Linked DNA regions of Macaca mulatta: region 2 is linked to region 1. The links are chromatin contacts, called in public Hi-C maps. All regions are on one chromosome and are shown on one strand. The core of a region is the stretch at or near the end of the contact, and the rest is flanking DNA. Distances in the headings are between cores, read along the strand shown.

Region 1 (4,838 bases), core at 589-3,088:
CGTCCTCTGCTTTGGGAGAGAGAGAAGATTGAGAGACGATGGGTAAAGGGGAAGGTCAGACAGACCTGGAGGCTTCTTCAGTTCAGGATGTCAAAGTGCCATATTTTAGGGTATTGGTTTCTGAGCCCCAACACTGGATTCTGTACTTTCCTGGGTATTTTAATAGGAAATTAAAAGAAGTTATCTGTAAGTCCAAAAGTCTAAAAGTAGCTCTTATCAGACACCTACTATGAATAAATAATCCTTTAAAAATATCCACAATAGCTTTAGAAAGATCTGTTATGGTATCATTCACCATGTTGCGGAGACCTGGAGAGATTAATATTGCGACTCTAATTAGCCACACTACTAAGTCCTAGAGTCAGCGGTAAGTCCATGACTCTTGGTTCATAGTTCATAGTTCATAGTTCATGCTATTTCATGAAACCCCACTTCCTACAGAAAGCACAAGTGCAGCATTACCTGGTCACCAGGAAATCATGTGGGCTGCACTTCACCATGTGTTGCTTACCACAGGAACTTGGCTTTTTTTTTTTTTTTTTTTTTTTTTGAGCATGATCTCAGCTCACTGCAACCTCCACCTCCTGGGCTCAAGTGATTCTCCTGTCTCAGCCTTCTGAGTAGCTGGGACTACAGGCCTGCGCCACCACGCCCAGCTAAGTTTTGTATTTTTAGTAGAGACGGGGTTTCACCATGTTGGCCAGGATGGTCTCCATCTCTCGACCTCGTGATCCGCCCGCCTTGGCCTCCCAAAGTGCTGGGATTACAGGTGTGAGCCGCCGTGCCCGGCTGACAGATACTTGCTTTTAATGCAAAATTGCTGATGAAAGCCAAATCCCTCCAATGCCTCCGAACTCCAGGTGATGTGTTTTAAGTTTTTCCTCTGTAACCTCCTTTTTCTATGTATAAAACAATAAGATTCCGTGTACCATGTACCAGAAAGCTGCTTCTTCTTGTACCAGAAGCTACTTTTCCAGCCCTCTCTTCCCAGAAAGCAGGAATGTGGACATTCGATGCTATGTGACAGGGACAGGACAAAAAAACGCACATCACCTCTTTCTAGTGCAGCTGATTATTTTCTGTGTAATTCTCTGCGTATCTGCTCATCGTCTTTTATACAAAATACATTGTCGAGTACTTCTCCAGCTACACGTGCCAGACCGTCTGATGCCTGGCATGTCCCTTTAGGCTGCTGATTCACCCATCAGTCAGTTTGATCTCATCCCTGCTGCATTGACAAGATTTTCATCGTTAAATTGCTCTTAAAAAAAACTCCACAGACTCAAAATTAAATAAATGTAACATATCAAACCAATAACTGTTGCATTATAGGCTAGAAATCACAGAGTACCTGCTGCTACCTAATAAAATTATGTGGCCAGGCGCGGTGGCTCACGCCTGTAGCCCCAGCACTTTGGGAGGCTGAGGCAGATGGATCACTTGACGTTGGGAGGTTGAGACCAGCCTGGACAATATGGTGAAGCCTGGTCTCTACTAAAAATACAAAAATTAGCTGGACATGGTGACACGTGCCTGTAATCCCAGGTACTCGGGAGGCTGAGGTACTAGAATCACTTGAACCCAGGAGGTGGAGGTTGCAGTGAGCCAAGATCGTGCTACTTCACTCTAGCTGGTATGACAGAGTGAGACTCTATCTCAAAAATAATATTAAAATAAAATAATGCATGTGCATTAAAACCTGAGCTATAGGTATTGAACGAGGGATTCTTGACATGGCACTTTTCTCCTATTTGAAGCTCACACAAAAACCCTAGGAAATGCGGCTTGTTTTCTCAGCACATGTGAGAATTGTCCTGAATTCTGTGTTTTCCTTGTGGAAATATATTTCCCGTTTCTGTTGGTTCCTTTCACTTATTAAGCATGGCTCTTTTGTAGCAGAAGAGTGAAAGCAGCGCCTACCAAAAATAGTCAGTAAAGTGCTTTTTCCTGATGTGAATTAAGGTTTCTCAGAACTTCGCGTTCTCAGTCAGTTTCCTAAAGTGTGCCCCAGGACCTTGTAACGTATCCTTTCTGTTGTGTGTGTGGCAGCAACGGGTGGGTGACAGACAAGTGTATGATAATCGAGGATCAGAACATATGTGGTGGAGTCGACTTTCCTTCTGCCTTTTCCCTGCTGTGCTGTTTCCTCCAGGGAAATGATGCCTGTGCATCGACTATTGTGGGGGAGGGGCGTGGGGATGGGGAGAGTGGCACTTGGTAAAACTGCATTTACACAAATCTCAATGTTTGCCTGCATGCATTTGCATTTACTACATAGGAACATATGCACACGCTATCCATAGAGGCGGTTACAAAACTGTTAATGCCTCCTGGAAGGTGAATCACAAACTGCAAAGGTTTCTTGCCAGGGAAAATGTAGAAATGACACTGCCACCTGTTGTTTAAACCGGAGAACTGCTCCGAGTTCTGTTGCACCCGTGAAGGGGGCAAATGCTGGGAGTAGATTTCTCCTCTCTCCTCACATGGAAACTCTAGCTCCTTATTTATTGATATAGCCCGCTACGTTTGCTATAAAATAGTCTATCCAATGTGGGTTTTCACAGTGTGAAATAAGAGGAAAATAACTTACTGAAAACATGCTTGGGTCTTTATTGTCATTGTGTGTGGTTTCCAACGCTTTATATAATGGAGCCCAAGGCTTTCTATTTTGTATAGTTTTTCCTTCAAAAAGACAAAAAAGGAATTTCTCTTCTTGTGCTAATGGTGGATGAAAAGGTAGGAAAGTACTGGGGGCTAGCGTCAGTGGCTTATGTTCAGTCACCGAGCAAGCAATTGGTAGCCAATATCAGTGGATAATGATACTGAGAGCCAATACCGGTTTCATTTGGGTGTCGGATGAGAAGCTTAGTTCTTCTGAAGTGAGGAAAGGGTAGCTATTGAGGGTACTAAGAGCTGGTATTCAGTTTGTGTAGTGGAACAAGCATAAACTTAGCAAGATAAGGGGTTTGTGTGTGATCATGCGGATTTCAGTGAGTTATCAATCCACTTTAATGCTAGAACCTGTGCCCCCCCACCCATATTAATTAGTTATGCCCTTCTCCTATGTGAATTACCACGGCATAATTTAGTGGTTGTAACAGAGTTAATGAACTCTGTTGAAAACTAGGGTCAGAAGGCAGCTAACTAAGAGGGAGCTTGCACCAGGCCCTTTGTGAGGAGGAATTCCCACTCACAGCGTTGGCAATGGTCTAGGTGGTTTTTAAATTCTCCCTCCTTTTTACATCCTTTTTCTAAATTTTACAGGCACATAGACCAAACCTGTAGTGTTCACTTTCTGACCATGCTAAACCATGAGGAATAAACTTTCAGTCATCTTATTGAGGATTGACACCAGCTGTTGATTTCTATATTGGTATTTAAAATTCAAGAAAGTCAAAGCTCAGGCAGAATAGTAAAAGAAAATGAAATAATATGAAGTCCCAGAGAGGAGGAAGGTGGTGTTTGAGGAGTGTTTTTCAACCTTTGGCGAGTTCTTCAGCTCTCAGGGCCTTGATTTCCCCACCTGTGAAATGGGGAATTCAGGTTGGAAAAGTTTTGAGGCTCCTTCTGCCTGTTATTTTGTCGATGCGTTTGAAACCTGTCTTGCTCATACGCCATTAGATCTCTAAATCGGTAATACGATTTACAATGTAGATTTCTAGTCCCAACGTGGTGCTAGAATTTACTCTTCCTGGGCCGCATGTGGAGACGAGATGACGTCTTCGGCCGTCTTCAAGCCTCGTGACTCTGGAAGCGTGTTATATGTCCTTCCTATGAAAGGAAGTATCCAAATTTTCCTGGGAGAGACAAACTAGGATAAACACAGCTTTCCTTGAGGAAACACCATCTTTCCTTAACCTTCCTTAGCTTAATGTTTTTGATATTCAGCACATAATATCTAAATTGATGACACAGATATCCACAGACACCATGCCATAGTTAAAATCTAATGCCTTCTAACAGCTACATCATGGAACAATTATTTCAGCCCTCTAAACCTTAAGATTGGATGAGTTTGCCTTTTAATCCAAGAAATATTTTGGGATGGGAAATTAACTTTTTCCCGCTTCCCCTTGTCTTTCCTATTTGGACTTTCTCCATCACACTGTTCATTTGATGAATAAGCAAAGATAATTCAGTGAGCTGCTTGCCAAAAATGCACTCAGATTTCTCCTGCAAGCACTCATTTGTGGGTAAACCAAAGTTGTAGGAAATGAAGAAAAGAGAGAGGGAGTTGATTACATTGTGTTTAGGCTTTCTTCCTGGCATCACTGGGCTCTGGATACGTGTTGATCAACTCTTATCGATGAGTACATCATGCTAGAGCTTTAGGTCTTTCTCTGCGCGGAGAAGCTCCGTCTCCGCTCGGGGCTTGTAGTGAACTGATGAAGGGGAGGAGAAAACAAGAGCAGGGGTCACTTTTTAAAAGTCCATTTTTATCCTGCTGTGATTGAATTGTTGCCCCAATAGACAGAACATATGATTCTGTATTGTTTCTCAACAGAGAGCTATAAGAAGGAAAGAAACTTCTTATGACATTCACAAACACGATTTCCGCTGTTAGTTTTAAAAATAGTTTTTTTTTTTTGTTTTTTTTTTTTGTTTGTTTGTTTGTTTTTTGAGATGGAGGCTTGCTCTGTTTCACAGGCTGGAGTGCAGTGGCGTGATCTCGGCTCACTGCAACCTCCACCCCCTGGGTTCAAGTGATTCTCCTGCCTCAGCCTCCCTCGTAGCTGGGATTACAGCCGTGTGCCACCATGCCCGGCTAATTTTTGTATTTTTAGTAGAGATGGATTTCACCATGTTGCCTAGGCTGGTCTTGAACTCCTGAGTTCAAA
Region 2 (4,838 bases), core at 1,648-4,147, 880 kb after region 1:
CCACAGCAATCCACTCTATTTCCTTGATATTGCTCTCTAACCACTGATAAAAACTCTTTGAAGTGGAAGAGTAAATATTATCATTTGATAGTACATGGACCCAACAGTGCAAATACAATTGCATTGTTACCCTCTGGGGGCTCCGGCCAGTCACACACCGCGGGCAGGGTTGCTATGGAGGAACCAGTGTGCTTGGCGCAGGAGCAGGCCAGGAGGGAGCACTGCTCCGAGGAGCTAGCCGCCTCTGGATCTTCCCCAGTCATACACGCAGACTGACAAGGGGGAAATGCTGGCTTTCGAGTATGTTTCTGTTTCTGCAATCACGGAAAGGATGGACCACAAACAGGCAGTGGGAAATGCCAGCTCCAAGCATCAGCTTGCTTTTACACTCCCGCTGACATTTTTGTAAAGGATCACAGGTGGGGGTGGGGAGAAACATCGACAGCGCAGCCTGCAGTCGCCAGGGAGAGCTGGGAGGGGGCGGCAGGAGAGACCACCTAGGGGCCTCCCCCGTGGGCCGTGAGGCCTGTGGCCACGGGCGCCCCTTCGCGCTCGGGACTCGGCCCTCCTGCCCCCGGGCGGCCTGGCTGAGGAAGGTGCATGGGTCGCCCCGCGTGCCAGAGCCCCATGAGGTGTGGAGCAGCCCCAGCGCCGCCGGGGACCCTCGCGTGGACCCGGGGCGCAAGGTCGCGGCGGACTGGGCAGCTGCTGTGGGTGGCGGCCCGGCCCCGCCCTCCCGGCGCCTCCCCAGCCAGCCCCGCGCGGCGCTCACCTTGCCCGGGAAGGGCCCCGGGAGGAGCAGCTTCAGGGCCTGCCTCTTGAGCTCCACCAGGCGGGCGTTGCAGTTCTCGCACCAGACGCCGCGGTCCGAGCCGGGGGAGGAGCCGCCGCCGCTGCCGGAGCCCGGGGAGCCGGTGCCGAAGCCGGGCGAGCCGCCCAGGGAACCCGGCGAACTAGTGCCGATGCCGGGGGAGGCGGGTCCCGGGGAGCCGGTGAAGGAGCTCGGGGACGAGGTGCCCGAGCCGGGAGACGGGGTCCCCGAGGAGCCGAGCGCTGAGCCCGCGCCCTCAGGAGTGGGCCGGCTCCCGGCCCGCGACTCCTCGTATGCTTTGCGGTACCAGCTTTCCGGGGAGAAGGGCGCTGCGGGCTTGGTGGGCGAGCAGACTTCATTCACCTGCGGGGAAGACACGCCGGTATCAAGGGCCGCAAGGCGGCGGGCTGCAGCGCCCAGGAGCTGGGTCAGACGTGCGCCACCAAGTACCCGCTCGAACCGCCCATGGGAGCTGGTTGAGGACCTCTCCAAGCCCTGCGGCCAAATCGCCCTCCATCTGTCTCGTTAATTGTCCTTAAGTGAGTCCCCGCCGCCCGGGTGACCCCTGCGCTGGTCCCGGGTGGCCTCCTCCTGGGGTCAGGACGAGGACTCGCTCGGGGCGGTCTCCACGGCTTCTGCAAGGCCAGGGGGGACCCACAGGTTCAGTGCCCCACGCTTTTGAAGCCGGCACCTATTCCAGCAATACCCCAGGAACGAAATCCTGGAAGACCCTATGGGGGGTAGGGGGAGGGCTGTGATTTCAGGGTTTTTATTCCTACGGGGTCCAACTCTCCGGATACTGCAGGTAAACGAGAGGCTCTCCCGGCTCCAACTAAACGATCCGAGGTACGGCCAAGCATTCATGGGAAACCCTCCCCTTCGGCTTCACTCCGCCTAGAAGCGCAGGAATGCCGCAAAAGTTACGAGTGCGGGGAAAGGAAGGAACGAGAGGACTGAAAAAATTCCGAGAGCGAGGCGAGTGTGCGGGCGTCCCCGCTGCAGACCCGCCTCCGCGCACTCACAGCCCCGCCAGCCCCGGGGGCGCCTCTGCAGCGGGGAGAGCTCGGGGCCGGGGCCGCACGATCCCGGGGAAAGGGGGACCCCCGCCGAGATGGGTCTGGTAACGCGCCTCCGCGTCGTACCGTCACTACTTACCCCGTATTTCTTGCCCCTGGTGGAGACCGCAAGCCTCTCTTTATTCCCAGCTACCGAATTCATGGTGGCTTTTCCAGAGGAGAGTATCTGAAGGTTCCACCAACGCTACATCCGAAGGTCCTCAGACCCAGAAGCGTCGCCCGGCTGCAGGGGGCTGGCTCTCAGCCCTCAAGGCAAGGTTTCTTCCGCGGTGGGGCGGGAGGGAACGAGAGCAAACGGACCCCACAAGTAATAGCACCAACGTGCAGAAAGGGTTGGGGTCGCGGGTTTATTCTTCTCTTCAAAGCATGCTTTTCCTCATCCCCGTCTGCCTGCTCCAGCTGCACGTTCTCTTGTCACGGTCACAACCACAGCACTGGCATTTTCTTCAGGCAAGTCGGTCCGTGCTCCCCCACGAGGGCAGGGAGGGATACGATCGGGGCTCGCGGCCGCCGCGGGAAGATGGGCTGGGCGAGCCGAGCCCAGCCGAGCCGGCGGTGGGAACTTGTCTCCTTCACCGAGCTTGGTAACTGAGTTCAAAGAAATTCTCCCAAAATATAAAGATCCAGACTCGGGGAGGAGCCTCGGCGTGTCGCCGAGCCAATATCCGCCGGCCCGTTTCGCCTGACAGTTGCGCGAGGGCCGGGAGAGGGGCGGCTCCGCAGGGCCCGGGAGCGGCCGGCGGTCAGAGCGCGCGTGTGCGCCCGGGCGCGGCGCGGAGGAGCCTCGGGAACCTGCCGCCCTCGCCGCGCCGGCTGGGATCCATTTTATGTGGCGGCGCTCGTGCCTGACAGTGCGAGGCCTGGAGCCGGGCCGGGGCGGGGGCGGGGGCGGGGGCTCGTCGCTCTCGCTGCGTGCGGGGAAGTTCCTGGCGCGCCGCCCGGGCCCGGGGCTCTAATGAAACGCCGCTGCGCGAGCCTGGAGCTCAGGGGCCGCGCGAGCGAGCGCGGCTGGACGGAAATGCGGCGCTCCAGCCTCCCCCGCCCCCAAGTTCTTTCTCTTCCTGACAAGGCTTGCAGGTCTGTCTTTGAAACGCCGTGCAGAAGGGATTGAGTCACAAACAAGTCCACAAACATGCCGGGTCCTCCCCCCGCCCTTTGTTCTCGGAGACCTGCCCGGCAAACCTTTTCTGGAATGGCCCTACCGACCCCGGGCCGGCCGGGGGCCACCCTCCCCGACCGCAGCCGCCGGACTAGGGCCCTTGGTCCCCCGCCCGCCCGAGCCCCGGTCTGTGACGGACTAAGCCGCCCGGGACTGGGACAGGTGAGCCTGGGGACCCAGCGGGCCGCTGCCGGGCAGGGGAAACTGAGGGCTTCGCCGCGCTGCACGCGGACGACTCTGGCCTGGAGAGGGGGTGTGGCGCGAGCCGGCCTTGGCCTCTCCTTGCGGGGGATCAGCCCCCTCGCCCCCCGCCGCCCGTTTCTTCCTGCGCCTGGGCCCCGCGGGGTCTCCGGAGCACCCCGTCATCGCTCCCTCTCCGATCGCCCCCCCAGTCCCCCGGAGCAGCGCCCAGGAGCGCAGGAAGCCGGCGTACGCCAGGCTCCACACGTGGCTGCTCTGGGGTGTCATTTTTCATTTCCCGGGAGGACATTACTTCTGGTGAGCCAGCAGGTCTGTTTTGTTGTGACCTTTAATTAACACCCCGCGAGACGCCCCTGGAAGGACCGGCCCGGCGTGGGGATCACGCGGGGTGTAATGGCATCTCCGCGCCCGCGGGGAGCCCCAGCCCGGGGGTGGGCGAGAGCGCGAAGGACGTTCAGGGCTTTCTGGTCGCTGGCTTCCTTCTGAGCTGTGGACGAGGCAGGAGGGGGCAGGAAGACAAAGGTTCGGGGTTCTGGAAGCCTGGGGCCACACCCCCACTCTGCCTTCCTCGGGGAGAATTTCTTCTGTGCCTCTCGTGCTCTGCCCCCCTCCTCCCCGGCTCCAGCTCCTGCGTGGGAATATTTCGCAGCCACCAAAGCGAGGTAAAAAGGTCAAAATGAAGATGTCAAGAACAGAGTGGACGTTTCCATTACGTTCCCACTTCCAATTTTAAAGCGATGCTATCAATAGGGGACCTTAGGGGACAGGTACACCTCCAGGCAGCACGCCCCAGCTCCCACCCGCATCTGTATTCCGCGTAGGTTCCGCGGAACACATCATCGCCATTGGCCACGCGCCGCTTATCAGCCAAAAAGCAGCGTGTGGTAGAAACGAGCCGGCGAGGCCGCGGGTGGGCAAGGTGGGGCGTCGAGGGGGGAGTGTTGGGGAGCTGCGCGATCCACCTTGGAGACCGGGGAGCCCAGAGCTGCTCTGGTTTGCATCTCTAAGTAGCTGGGGGCCCAGAGCTTCTTTGGTGGGCTCCGAGCGCCCTCTGTTGATCCAAGTTTACAACCGGAGGCTCTGCAAGAGTTTTTAAGAAGCTTTCAAAAATTGATGTTTATGTAAAATGTATGTACATAAGATGAAATGCACACATTTTAATTGTTCAGTTCTATGAATTTTGATAAACGTGTACTCTGCGTAGGCCGCCACCTCAATCAACATCTATAAATTCCTGTCCCTCTTGAAGGTTATCTGCCTTTTCCCAGGCAATCCCCACCTCTCCTAAGAAACTACTGTTCTGGACTGATCTGGAAGGTTTTAATTCATAGAATGCGTACAGCATGGACTCTTTTGGGTTTGGCTTTTTAAACTTAACACAGGTTTTTGAGTTTCATGTTGTTGCTAGTATGGGTCTGTTTTCTGTCTGTACTCTGTTTCATTCTCTGTCTCTCATGCCTTTTTTTGTTAATTGAATAACTTTTCAGTGTTCCAGTTTCACCTCTCTGTTGGCTTTTTAGCTCTCATGATTATAATATGGATTTTTTTTTTTTTTTTTTTTTTTTTTTTTTGAGGCAGGAGCTCACTCTGT

The links. Hi-C and Micro-C count contacts between places; a contact is called where the count stands out from the background.
Region 2: a contact with region 1 is called in a Hi-C map of fetal cortical plate, with 3 times the contacts expected there. The contact joins the promoter of KIF26B here to the enhancer-like site in region 1. A contact is called at or near these places in 7 of 14 Hi-C or Micro-C datasets (CD4 T cells, blood, fetal cortex germinal zone and 3 more).

The regions. Positions count from the first base shown.
Region 1 is chr1:3,070,348-3,075,185 of T2T-MMU8v2.0, forward strand. All of the region lies in intron 5 of SMYD3 (SET and MYND domain containing 3), which reads left to right. Among named protein-coding and RNA genes, the nearest start is that of SMYD3, 500 kb to the left of the region's middle. Within about 2 kb of position 1,839, at least 2 of the 40 cell types and tissues checked have an H3K27ac peak or open chromatin away from gene starts, as enhancers often do. A contact at or near this core is called in fetal cortical plate, where this site is marked.
Region 2 is chr1:3,947,580-3,952,417 of T2T-MMU8v2.0, forward strand. KIF26B (kinesin family member 26B) reads right to left here and starts at 2,898. Exons shown (of 15, transcript XM_015127721.3): 1 at 1,967-2,898; 2 at 773-1,174. The coding sequence starts at 2,029.